2 separate regions of the Drosophila melanogaster genome follow, and region 2 is linked to region 1. Evidence: chromatin contacts called from public Hi-C data. All regions are on one chromosome and are shown on one strand. The core of a region is the stretch at or near the end of the contact, and the rest is flanking DNA. Distances in the headings are between cores, read along the strand shown. Region 1 holds the start of NimC4 (Nimrod C4). Region 2 holds the start of wb (wing blister).

The links. Hi-C and Micro-C count contacts between places; a contact is called where the count stands out from the background.
Region 2: a Hi-C map of the Kc167 cell line shows a contact between it and region 1, with 1.6 times the contacts expected there. A contact is called at or near these places in 7 of 107 Hi-C or Micro-C datasets (the Kc167 cell line, the S2 cell line and cellular blastoderm embryo).

The regions. Positions count from the first base shown.
Region 1 is chr2L:14,045,293-14,051,302 of dm6, forward strand. NimC4 (Nimrod C4) reads left to right here and starts at 2,290. Exons shown (of 1, transcript NM_135854.3): 1 at 2,290-3,571. The coding sequence starts at 2,339. The coding sequence ends at 3,472. The region is part of intron 2 of nAChRalpha5 (nicotinic Acetylcholine Receptor alpha5); the gene reads left to right.
Region 2 is chr2L:14,259,401-14,265,410 of dm6, forward strand. wb (wing blister) reads left to right here and starts at 3,627. Exons shown (of 16, transcript NM_165086.3): 1 at 3,627-4,723. The coding sequence starts at 4,321.

The DNA.
Region 1 (6,010 bases), core at 1,040-3,539:
CACACGAGGTGGGCCAAAGTTTTTGGGTCCGCCAGCAACTTAGATAATTTAACAGTTCCACGGACGGGATAGGGCGGAACTTGGACTTCCTTGAACGCTTTTTCGGGAGTTTACCTCTACGTGAGATAATGCAAATTTATGGCTGGCAATTAGCAAGTCGCGAATCGCAGACGAAGCTTGGCAATAACTCAAGGGGTGGCCACAACTTTGACTAGGCCTCCGACGTAATTGCAGTCGCCGACGTGAGAAATCTCGACGAGAAGTGAAGTGCTGGTTGGGTTACGTTTTCCGCTTTTCGTGCGCCATGGGTGCCATGGGTGCCGTGGGTGCTGCGGGATGCTGTGAAGACAATGAGAAACCAAAATCCAGTTAGCGAAAACCCGTAAACCATTAATTATCTTAGGCGGCGCCTCGCATATGTGATGTGGGCAACTGGCGGCTGCAAAAGATACAAATATACGAGTACGCCGCCAGAAAGATACAGATACGGGTTGACTGTCAGTGGCAAGTGGCACATGCCGTTTATCGTTTATACAACAGTTATACTTTGCACACCCAGTACAACTGGGATACCCAGCACTGCCACACTCGCTCAAAAGAAGAACGTCGTGCCGTATCTGTATCTTTATCTGTGCGATACAGATACAGATACATAGCCACGCACACGCACACACACACACACACACGGAACAAGGCATCAGTTGCAATCTGACTTCAATTCAATTATTTTAGATTAGAATGTGACTGTGTCACACACACTTTTGTCTCTATGTCAGCTGTCATTCATCCGTTCATATGTTCCATAAAGTCAGGCCGCGGGGCGAAGAGTTGGAGCATTTTGCGGCACAGGATACGTGCCCTATACGCCGCCTGTTCCTGCATTGACACTCGTTCCCATATACTCACACATCCATCTATATGTACTCGTTTCTGTATATAAACACATGCACATACATATATGGGGTTTCGGGTTCACTGTGAATGTGCTCAACAAAACATTGTCCCAGAGATCCCGACTCGAAACGAGCGTGACAAAAGTAACAAATGTGCGACTGCCACCAGCCCAATGACGTCAGGCTTCCTGGGGGCCAGAATTTATTCAAGTGGCTCAAACATTTATGAGTTTCATCCTGCCAAATTGATTTGCGTTTTGTAAAAGCGCATTAAGCTCAGCCTGCCAATGAGTGACCTCTTAAACGCTTTGGGGATCATATTTCAATTGAGATAATTGCTTGACCGGGCGCTGTGGAAAGTCAAACGGAAAAGCATATTATGCAGACTGACTTTAAAATTGTATTTTAACATGGATAAACAAAGGAATAACATTTCTCCAATGTTACATTATCATTTTTGATGTTTAATAATAGACATTCGATTTTATGTTTTCCCACCGTTTCTAAAAATCAAATGGTCCAAAATTACCATACGGAAACTATTTCTGTCAATTAAATTGGAGAGAAAAATCTTGCCTGCTGGGAAAATGTACAATTTTTCGTTTCTATTAGAAGAAAACAGCTAGTTGAACAGGTAAAATTCTAAAAAAGCAGGTACCAAAAAAGGACCACTTGATAAGAGTTAAGTGGAAAAATCCTGGGAACAAATTGTTGAGACATGAAGTAATCGTAAAAAATCTGACTAATTTTTAAAGAACGCAATAGTGTAAAATGATTATTATTTTCTATTATATGTGGAGGAAGTCGTGAAGTAAAAATACATCAATGTAAACCGTTTAGTTCCGCTCTTTGTGAGTCATATCGGCAACGATTCTCAATGGAAAACAATTACATCTTTATGTTATGTTATTTTCAGCATTATCAACGTCTTTATGCGGGCAACTTATAAAGCGGGTTTTATGATAATAACTGAAAAGCTACACTCTTAGATAGTGCACTGTGATAAAGAGGGGGGAGGTTCAAAGTCAGAAAGATCAGAGATCCGGTGGTGACCTTTGGCAGCGGCTCAGATATGCTGCAACCCTCCGAGATCACAGCACTGAACGAAATTGTGACAAGTTTAATATGTTGTAAAATTAAATGTATTTAACCCTTTGATAAGCTTATCAAGATTTTAATAAGTCCAATGCCTTATTAATTATTTGAATATCAGCAAGATTCGGCTTAGCGCAACATCTCGATGAGATTGTTTTCAGTGTAGAAAGCGATTGTATCTAGCTGCGGATGTTGTTGTGTCCTATCTGGTGGCCTGCCTGCATTCTCTGCCGATCCTCCCCGCAGTCCACTGCCTGCGTGGCCAGCTTAGCTGTCGTCCGCACTTCTTGTTCTGGGAAAATTCAGTTGTGTACCGACTGCAGTTGCGAACGGACAAGTCAAACTGGAAAATGAAATTCATCTGGGCCCTGATTTTGGTGCTCGGTTCCATTGCAGCGAACGCTGAGCGTGATAATTACTGCGAAAGGAACGAGACGATACGAGCCACAGTGCCAGTGACCAAACAGCGGATCATAGTAAAGCAGCCATCCAAGTGGAAGATCTGGAAGAAGACTGAGAAGATCACAGAGATCTACGATTCAGAGGAGGAACAAGTCACCCACAGGTTGGTTAGGGAGTGCTGCCCCGGCTACTTGCAGGTGGAGTCCGGCTTGTGTGAGCCCATCTGCAGTCGGGGCTGTCCCGCCCACGCCAGTTGTGCCGCTCCAGATCGCTGTGAGTGCATTTCCGGCTACGTGTCAGCCAGAAATCACCAGGATGGCAGCCACTACTGTGAACCCATCTGCGAGACCCCATGTCCTGCGGGTGCTCAGTGCGTAACGCCCAATACATGTGCCTGTCGCGACGGGTACACCCAATTGCAGCCAACTGACGATGGTGTGAGTGGTGGATGTGCCCCAGTTTGCCGGGTGGGCGATGGCTGTGCCAATGGCAAGTGCATCGATGTGGACCGCTGTGCCTGCAACTCCGGATATCGGTGGGATAAGGCCGAAGAGAGGTGTATCGAGCTCAGTGCAGAGTCAATCTCTGAGGAACTGGAGACCACCGAGGACAATACGGATTCGCCGAGCACCAGTTCAACAGCAGTATTCACGGCCACCCACTGTCCGGATGACTTTGTCCTGTTCCGCGGCGAATGCCGCGAGAAGCAATTCGACAGCAATGATGTGGGTTGCCTTAAATCCGGCTGTGGTCCGCATCAAACATGCCTGGACTCCGGTGTATGTCAGTGCTCCGATGGCTATGTGCCGGAGGAGAGTGGCGAAGCAACTGGAGTGCTCAGCTGTCGGCGCACTTTGCTCGACCAAATTCTCGGGCTGAACGAAGCTATCGACGATGACGATGAGCTGAATCCCTGGACCATACCCATCATTGGTGTTGCCTGTGGATTCCTGTTTGTTCTGCTCATTGTGGGTCTCCTCGGTGGTAGACGATATCGCCAGGAGCGGGCTGCTTTGGCCAACAAGGAGATGGAGTGCCAGTATTCGCAGAAGACAGTGGATGTGGACGAGTGGGTGCCATGAAGGGGTCAGGTTCATCCCTTGGCGTTGGGCTGTGTTATATCAACATTGATTGTTAATTTTTAATCATTTAAATCATTCGAGAATAAAGCGTATCATAATTAAATTGCTTTTGTTTTAAATGGTAGATAATATAATGGATATATAGTATATATATTATGTAGGGGCTTTATTCCTCAGCCAAATCCAATTGTATTGCATAATAATATAAATGTTTACAATTATTCAATGGTGTTCTAATTCAATGGTGTTCTTTAACATTACAAAAAGATAGTTAGGATAGGCAATCTTTATCGTGACCAAAAATTAATGTTAGGAGCTTAAGAGGCTTAACAAATCTGACAAACTATTAGATACTCTCATAGTTCGCTTCATAACTTGTGGCTGATAAATTTAAAACGTTAAACAAACATTTTACTCATCATATCTCGCTTACGGATTGTGAGTCCCTTAGCAGCAATATGGACTCATATGCTGATTACTGGCTTATGTAAATAAAATATTCATAAACATTCGAGGCAAGAGTGCTCATGCTCAGCACATCAGCAAACAAGCCAACTTGAAAATGGCTAAAAATACTCAGACGAATGAACAGACACATTTGAAATGTTATGTTTTTACTCACAACTATGTATGTTGAAGGACTTTTAAGTTATTGAGGCTGAGTGTGAGTCTCATATTTAACGTTATCTGTATTGGAAATTCTTTATTTTAGGGATTAAAATCCATGTAGATACATGAGTACCGTTGTGGGCTCATTACCTTTTAACTCATTTCAGAAATATAAAATTGCTACTATATATTTCGTTTATTAATAACAGCAAAAGCTACAAAAAGTGTTGATTCTGATTAAATGCGGATATTTTGAATTAAAAGGATTTATTTCTATGCTTAAGTAGAAGCATTATTTATATTATATTTTAAGCCGTAGCATCTGCTTCGAAAGTCGAGCGCTTTTGTGTATCTGTATTTGTATCTTTGCGAAGTGTATCTGGCAGCGGCACACGGATCTTTTTAGCCATAATCGCTGCACATTTATATGTGTTTTGCACAAAGAAGCGTGGAGCAGAGCTTTAGGGTAAACAGGGAGAGCAGTGCCGGAAAAGAGCCGAGAAAATCCGCCGCAGAGAATGTGCGAGCGAAGAGAGTGCGTGAGAGCGAATAAACATCGAAAGCGTGCAAATTCTAAGAAAAAGGACGATTTGTTGCAAGTGGATGGAGCTCACAACCACTATTTGCCCCCTTGGCAGCAAAAACAACGAGAATACTTAAAGCTTCTTTAATTTTTATGTTGTTTTCTTCTCTCTTTGTCGGTGTGCTGAGTATCTGTGTTTGTGCTCGTATCTGTTTCTGTGTATGTGTGTGTTTATTTCCGCCATTCACTTTGATTGCTTTCACTCGTATCTGTGTGCGTGCGTGTAGATGTGTATGTGTGTGTGTGTGTGTGTGTGTGTTTGCGTTGGGGTAACCTTTGCTGGTGAATATTTTTGCGTGGGAAGTCGCCCAAGGACATGGCCTGGCTCAACTCAACTTGACTCGACTGGACTCGCCTGCCTTTGCCTTTGCCTTTGCCATCGCCTTTCGTTCTGCTTTATCTTCCGACCGCTCTTCATTTTTACACATATTTTGTGCCCTTACTTTTCGCACAGTCTGCTCTTTTGCTGCTTAGTTATTTATTTATTATATTTTGCTAGCAAAAATTGTTTTAGCTTTGCAACTGGAAAGCGCTCTGCAACAGTTGAGCTAAAGCCTTGGGCAACTAGAGCACGGAAAATAAACTTTTCAAATGCATAAACGAATTATAAAAATAGTTACCTCAAAGATTCCGCACTGATGGCGGAAAATGTTCAGTTTTAAGCAGAGCAATTTTTACATGGTTCGTTTGTTAACTGTAAAATGTTTGTTAAAATGTAAAAGGGTTGGGGAAAAGTGGTCGTAGCTAAATTTCAAACCCTGATCCAGTTAAAAATAAAGTCATGTTGATAAAAATTTAAAAAGAGTAATGAAGAATGAACAGAAAAATACAAAATTTTATAAAAATCATTTAAATTTTTCCTTAGGTTTTCTTGAAAATCAAAGAGTGCCTTCTGAAATTCCCAAGCATACAATATGAAATGAAGGCATTATAATATTGCCTAGAGCTTCAGATACAATAATCTTTAGTAATTGAATAAATAAGTGTTTTTAGAAAAATGTAACTTTTCCTTCGGCAATTGCAATTTTATAGCTTTCCTTACGGGATAACTTCACTTCACTTGGCCGAAGACATTCGTCAAAATCAGCAGCCAGAGCTCTTACTCATTTCCCATCGCAACCTAGCGGGAGTCCTGCAAATTATTCAGTGTGTACTTGTTGATGCAGCCCTCGAATAACACTTACCACCCCCGATTCCTGCCTGCCACCCCAATACACCCACAATCCACCCAAGCCCCCATTCGCTCAGCATCTGCTCTGCAAAAATGCATTGTCGGAAAGTAGGTCGCTGCAGTTTAGCTCGGATGCAGTTCGTTGTTGTTGCTGCTGCTGCTGCTGTTGCTGCGA
Region 2 (6,010 bases), core at 2,377-4,876, 220 kb after region 1:
TTCTTTTTTATAAACCCAACCAGAATATGGCTACTTGAAATGCCTTGTTAGCACTGGGACAGCACTTCACCCGCAATAAGGAAAAATCGACGGCAATTTACATAACAAGACCAGTTCCCAGGGCAAAAGAAAAAAACAACTGGAAAAGACAATCAGTGGCGCTCTACAAAACTCCCGAAAGCCTGTCAACGCATAATCCATCAAAATGCAAACCGAGGGGACATGTGAAATAGTTAACGAGCGGGGAATTGTGGTGGCAACTACTAGAAACAAACATTAGGGGGTTGGCACTGGCAATGGGTATATTTGTGTGTACTTATATCTGGAGACCCCCTCTGGGCGATCGAAATCAATTTGGCGCTTTACCACACGAACATGCCCCACACTCGACACGCCCACCCGTCCGTCTGTCCCACTGTCTCACTGTCTATCTCCATTCGGAGTTGCACAAATGCCCCACAGGAATTGCTCGGAACAGGCCTGGCTGAAACGGGGTAAAAACAAGTAAGAACAAAACTTTGGATTAGCACAACTATGAGATACCCGATAAAAACATATGTTTAATAGTTTTCAAATCGTAAAATCTAAGTTGAAACCCGTTTTGAATTATATAATTGATTCCCGTATTACAGTTTATATAATTTTTAATATTTCTAGTAAGACATAATCTAGCACATTTGGAAAATATCCCCTGCCCACCTAGAAGTACTGGGTATCCAGGTTTAGTCCGAGCCAGAGCAGCCACCTAACTCTAATTGGGCATAATTTAAATTCCGCTCGTGAGCGCCATGAATTGTATTTAACGTTTTGGCGCTTCCCCAACTTGGGATTTGGACTCTCTATGGTCCGCATTGGCATTGGCGGTAAATTTCATTTGATTTTATTTGGTTTCTCTCAGCTGGGCTACCGACGCAAGGCGGTAGGCCCATGGAGCACAGATCGCAGACGGCGATCCTCCTGAATACTTCCTTATTTGTTTCCACCTTTGTGTCCGTGAGTGTGTTTGTTGTTCGATACTCGGCTTAATTGGTTTTGCGCCTAGAGCTGGCCACAAGACCCACTCGAAGATTTTGGGGGCGAAAGAAGCTATTGATAAAAGTTCGATGCCTTAGTTTTGATTAGGAGGCGGCTATTAGAAAATTGAATATACCTGTGGATGTGGAATTGCCTCTTGGACTGGCTGTGTGTGAAAGTAGTTAGCAAGAGGTTGCAATATGATTTTAATCTTGTAAGTGGTTGGGAAATTGCCAGAACCTTGCCAACGATCGTGTATTCTTACTAGGAATGGTAAGTGCCATGATTGCTGGGCAGTAAGTAAGTAAGCAAGCTACAAATAATGGTTACTAACTACATTTTAAGCATTAAATTGATGATACATACATATATCCACCATGCCATATGAATCCTGAACCGAAAGAACCCTATATCCACAATATTCCATAAATAAATAATATAATAAGTAAAGTGATTGCAAACAGGAAGTCCTGTCGTGCGTTGATCGCATTCCTAAGCCACAGCAACCTTCCTTCCAGGAACTCCTTTTTTGGAACTCGAATGCTACCTCCTTCCTTTTCAGTTCCTAACCCTTTTTGGTGCACTTGTGCCAAACAATTTGTAAGCCATCATTTCAATTAAGATGCATAAATCACGCCGAAATCAGCAGCCTCATCAGGGCAGCGGCAACAACATCATCATCGCCGCCGCCGCCATGATTATCCTCCGCATACTCATCGTTATCCTCAAGTACGTCGGGCACTTAAAGCCGGGCATGCGCACAAGCTGAAGAAAAAAGAAAAACCCTTTTATTTCCTTCCAATCTCTCGTTCGGGCTCGTTTCATTCGATGCCGCCTTGGGTTTTGGTATTCGATTCTGTTAAACGAACCAATTTAAACGGCGCATCGACAATGGATAAAGTGCCAGAAGTGTGTGCGGGTGTGCCAGAAGGCTGGGCAACTCTCGATTCCCAATCCTTTGCGAGGGCCAAAGGGATCGACAATTGCACCTCTTTTAGCCGGCTCGTGAAACTGCTGTTTCACGCTTCAACAAATGCTCTTCGAGCCAGAGCAGCAGCAACAGCAGCAAAGGCATCAACAAATTGCAACACAGATAAAAAGAGGGGATGCCCATTCTGGATTCCTTGCTTATTTATGAGTTTCGAACTTCAACTAAACGAAGGGCATACATCCTAATTTGTACAATGTATATCTTGCGACTTAAAATAAAAGAAAAATTTAAGTAAATGTAATGCGAATTTTTAAAACAGCTAAAGTTAACAAAGAAAATCTATAGATATTTATTCTCAGAATCTTGAAACAATAAATTGCATTTAATTTGGGGAATGTAGAACCCAGAACATCGTCTACCTGTGCTTTTCCCACCCTTCAATGCCCTGCAAACTGGCAAATGAAACGCAAACTTATTAGGAAGAATGAGGTATTTATGTAAGGGCCACACGATTGGGCTGCAAATAACCGCGGGCAACATGAAACGTGCGCCACCGTAAAACGTCCAATGAGTATGGTCGTATTAGCAGGAAATATCTTTCAGATATCTTTTGGGAACCATTCAAACTGGCGTTAAGTGCCTCAATTCGCTCCACTCGCCAGGGGCTCTTTTCACCTGTTGAAATGCCGTGACGACGTTACAAAAGCACCGCAGGATAATCAGAAATGACCGTAGGACATCGAGGGTCAGAACAAAGTAGCGGCAAAAAGGTCGGAACCCTCAATGCGAAACTGTCAAAACTGATATAAAGTGGAAAACATGTGGCGAAGGCTGGAAAGGAAAACAAGCGACGGACAACAAAGGCGGTTCAAGTGCAAGGTGCTCGCAGGACTACAAATGTTTTTTTTTAGCACCCCGGGAATTTCCCGACTCCTGGCTCGGCCACTTGCAGCCTGTTTACCTGCTAAAGTTAAACGATTTGGCTTGCAACATTCACCAGAGCAACAGGTAAATCAGCAAACTCACCTTTGTGGATCGTAACTTGCCCTGATAGCGATGTAAATAAATCAGCTGATAAGCTGGCATTGAACTATGGAAATAGTGAAGTAAATAGGAAATGCAAAGGGTTACCTGATTAATTGTTAAGACAAACTCGCAGTATATTTACACTTAAAGGTTTGTATAAAAATTCCTTTAAATTTATGCTTTAGATTAAGATAAACAAATTAAATACTGTTTTCAGTTTAAATTGACAAATTCTAGACTCAGTTTTGGAGGTATCCTAAGATCATAACACTTATCCCTAATTATTCACAGTGTAAACTCTCCTCGGGCAAAGGTCATGCAGTTTATTATCGGCCAAGATCAATAAAGCATGTACCTAATTAGAAACCATAACCCATTCCTAGGTGTTAGATTTCCCAGAAGGCCAATGCCACTTCCTCTTGGCTCTGCACTCTTGTTTCATTTATGTCTTCAATGTGCAAACTCAAACATTATTAATAATATCATTCCTGTAAATATACATTTTTTGTATATGTAAGTTTTCATCATAGAAAAGGAATAGCTTTCCATCTTTAGAAACATCTGAACGAAGTGCTGCAAAAGGAACAAGCCGCCGAATGCGATCCACAAGGTCCACACTCTCACGGATCTGGTCTGAAGTGCAGCGCTTGCGATCAGTTCGTGTTTGACGGTCGTTTGCGTAGGAAGCAAGACACGCGACGGGTCTCGAGTGCTGTGCTTTGCCTGTGCGATGGCTGGATTCTAGATGATAGTGCGTTCGAATAGTGCGGCCGCTGCTCTGGCGATTTATTTATGTGTCATAAAATTAAACGGCAATTATGCGATAAGCCACTGCTAATAAATAAGTGAATGCAAAATTCTGTATGCCATTTCCGAGTTTCCCTGCAACGCAAGATCGATTTTTGTTCACTTTTTACACTTCACGTCGAGGATACGAAAATACGAAAATAGCTGGCGAGAAAAATGTTTGCTTGTCGCTGAGCAGGAAAGTGGGAAATGTGTCTGAAACAAAAATAAAATTAAATAGCGCAAAAATCTTGAAGTAGCAAAGTTGCAAGAAGTCTACGCAAAATCGAGCAAATAAAGTGAAAGATTCGCAAGAGCAAATGCGTAAAAAAGTGGAGAAAAAATTCGAGCGGAAATCGTAAATGATTTGAAAAAGAAATAATACAAAAAAAAAGAACAATCTGTGCAGTGAAAATAAAAAATATTATGAATGAAAATACCAAGGAATAAGTGCCTGCATCTCAAGTGGTTTTATTAAAAGAGCACAGAAAATATATCCAAGTTCAAAGTCGAACGGAATATAATGTGTCATTAGTGATCGTAGTGCATTCAGTTCGTCCAGCATGCAAATCGGAAATTTTATCAAATGGCCACTGGGCCTGATCCTCATCCTGCTGGTCACCCACTGTCAGGCCAAAAGGCAGCGGAAACGGTTGCGTGGATTCTCCACTGCCAAGGACCTACAGGATTATAGCATGCCGCTCAACGACAACTCCACGGAACTCCAGCAGAACATTGTGTCCTGGACAGGAGCTCGAATTGCGTCGAGTCCCGATAAGAAGAAGAAGTCACCGCAATCATCGAGACGTCACAAAACCAAAAGTGGCCTGATCATTGAAAGTAACATTGCCGACTCGGAATCGATGTTGGCTATTGCCTCCTCGGAATCCGTCACCAAGAAGAAGCCGCCGCAGCGTCGTCGCAACGGAAAATTACAGAAATCCGGAGGAGGAGCAGGAGGTGGAGGTAAATGTCTATAACTATGGATAGGCTCTTCTAAATATGGTTCCCTGATCGATTGTGCAGCACCAGAAGTTGCTCGCATTGCTCGCCATCAGTTTCCTGGTCGCTGGTCGTGTTTCTGCCATATTTGGCCGCTCAAGTTGAAAGAACTTTCATGTGAAAGTTGTGACAGGAGGAAGAGATTCTTTAATTTTCCTGAGCTGCTCTTTATTTGTATTTTTTTTTTTTTTTTTTTTTTTTTTGAAATTCTATACGTTATTACGTGAGAGGTCCAGTTATGGTCCGGCTATGCTGCAGTGGTTGTCGCCAGGTCTTTGGTCGTTGGCACATAGTTGCCCTGGCCTTGTGTTGCCTTTGTTGTCGTTAGTTGGAAAAAAAAAACTTGGCTTTTTGTTATGTGAACTTTGCCTATTAGGAATATGAATCGCCTCGTCGGCTTCGACCAACTGTGAGATGATAGATCTCTGGTTATGGCAGTGTGAACTCTGGTTAGTTGGCGAAAACAAAGTTTACGATGAATGTGTACTTAGACTTCTTGAATAGCTGACAACGTAATAAACACAAAGTTCTGAAATTATATAAATTCAATGAGTTCACAATAATTGTAATACAAAACATGATCTTGATAAGGGTAATAACTACTAGGAATAAGTAATATATAAGAACATGCGCATTTCAACGACCAATATTATATGTTAAAATTCCCAGACTGGTTCCAAATGATCATGATGGTATTAACCCCTGGTTATGCCCATTAAAATTAATCAAAACATAAATTTTTAAACAAATTATAGTCTTACCTTTGCACAACAATTGGCAGGGCAATTGAACCGATAAACATTGCGAACAAAGGCGATCAGCAGAGATGAATAGAAACACAATATGGACATGTTTATGTGTGGCTATATCTTCTATATGTTCTTTGTAACCCCTGGAGATTGTCCTCGAGCGTGTGTGTGGGTCCCTGGGCACTTGAGGGTATTTGTTTGCCGAACACATGACCCCGAACCGCTGCGAGGGAACAGTTTGAGGATTGAGGACAACAATAGCGCCAGGGTCTCTGGCTCTGATGGTCCTGGTCCCTGTAATTGTGGTCGATTTCTGGAGAGGCAGTGGATGTGGAAGTGCACAAGATGCCGTAACTAGGCAGCAGCAACAATGGTCGATTGTTAGGCAGGTCGTCTTTTCCCCGGAGAGGATAATTGATGGAGGCATGCGTAGCGTATCGCCTTATGGAATGCCTCACGCGCTAATAGCAACATATGTTTCACAAAAAGAACCCAGAACCCA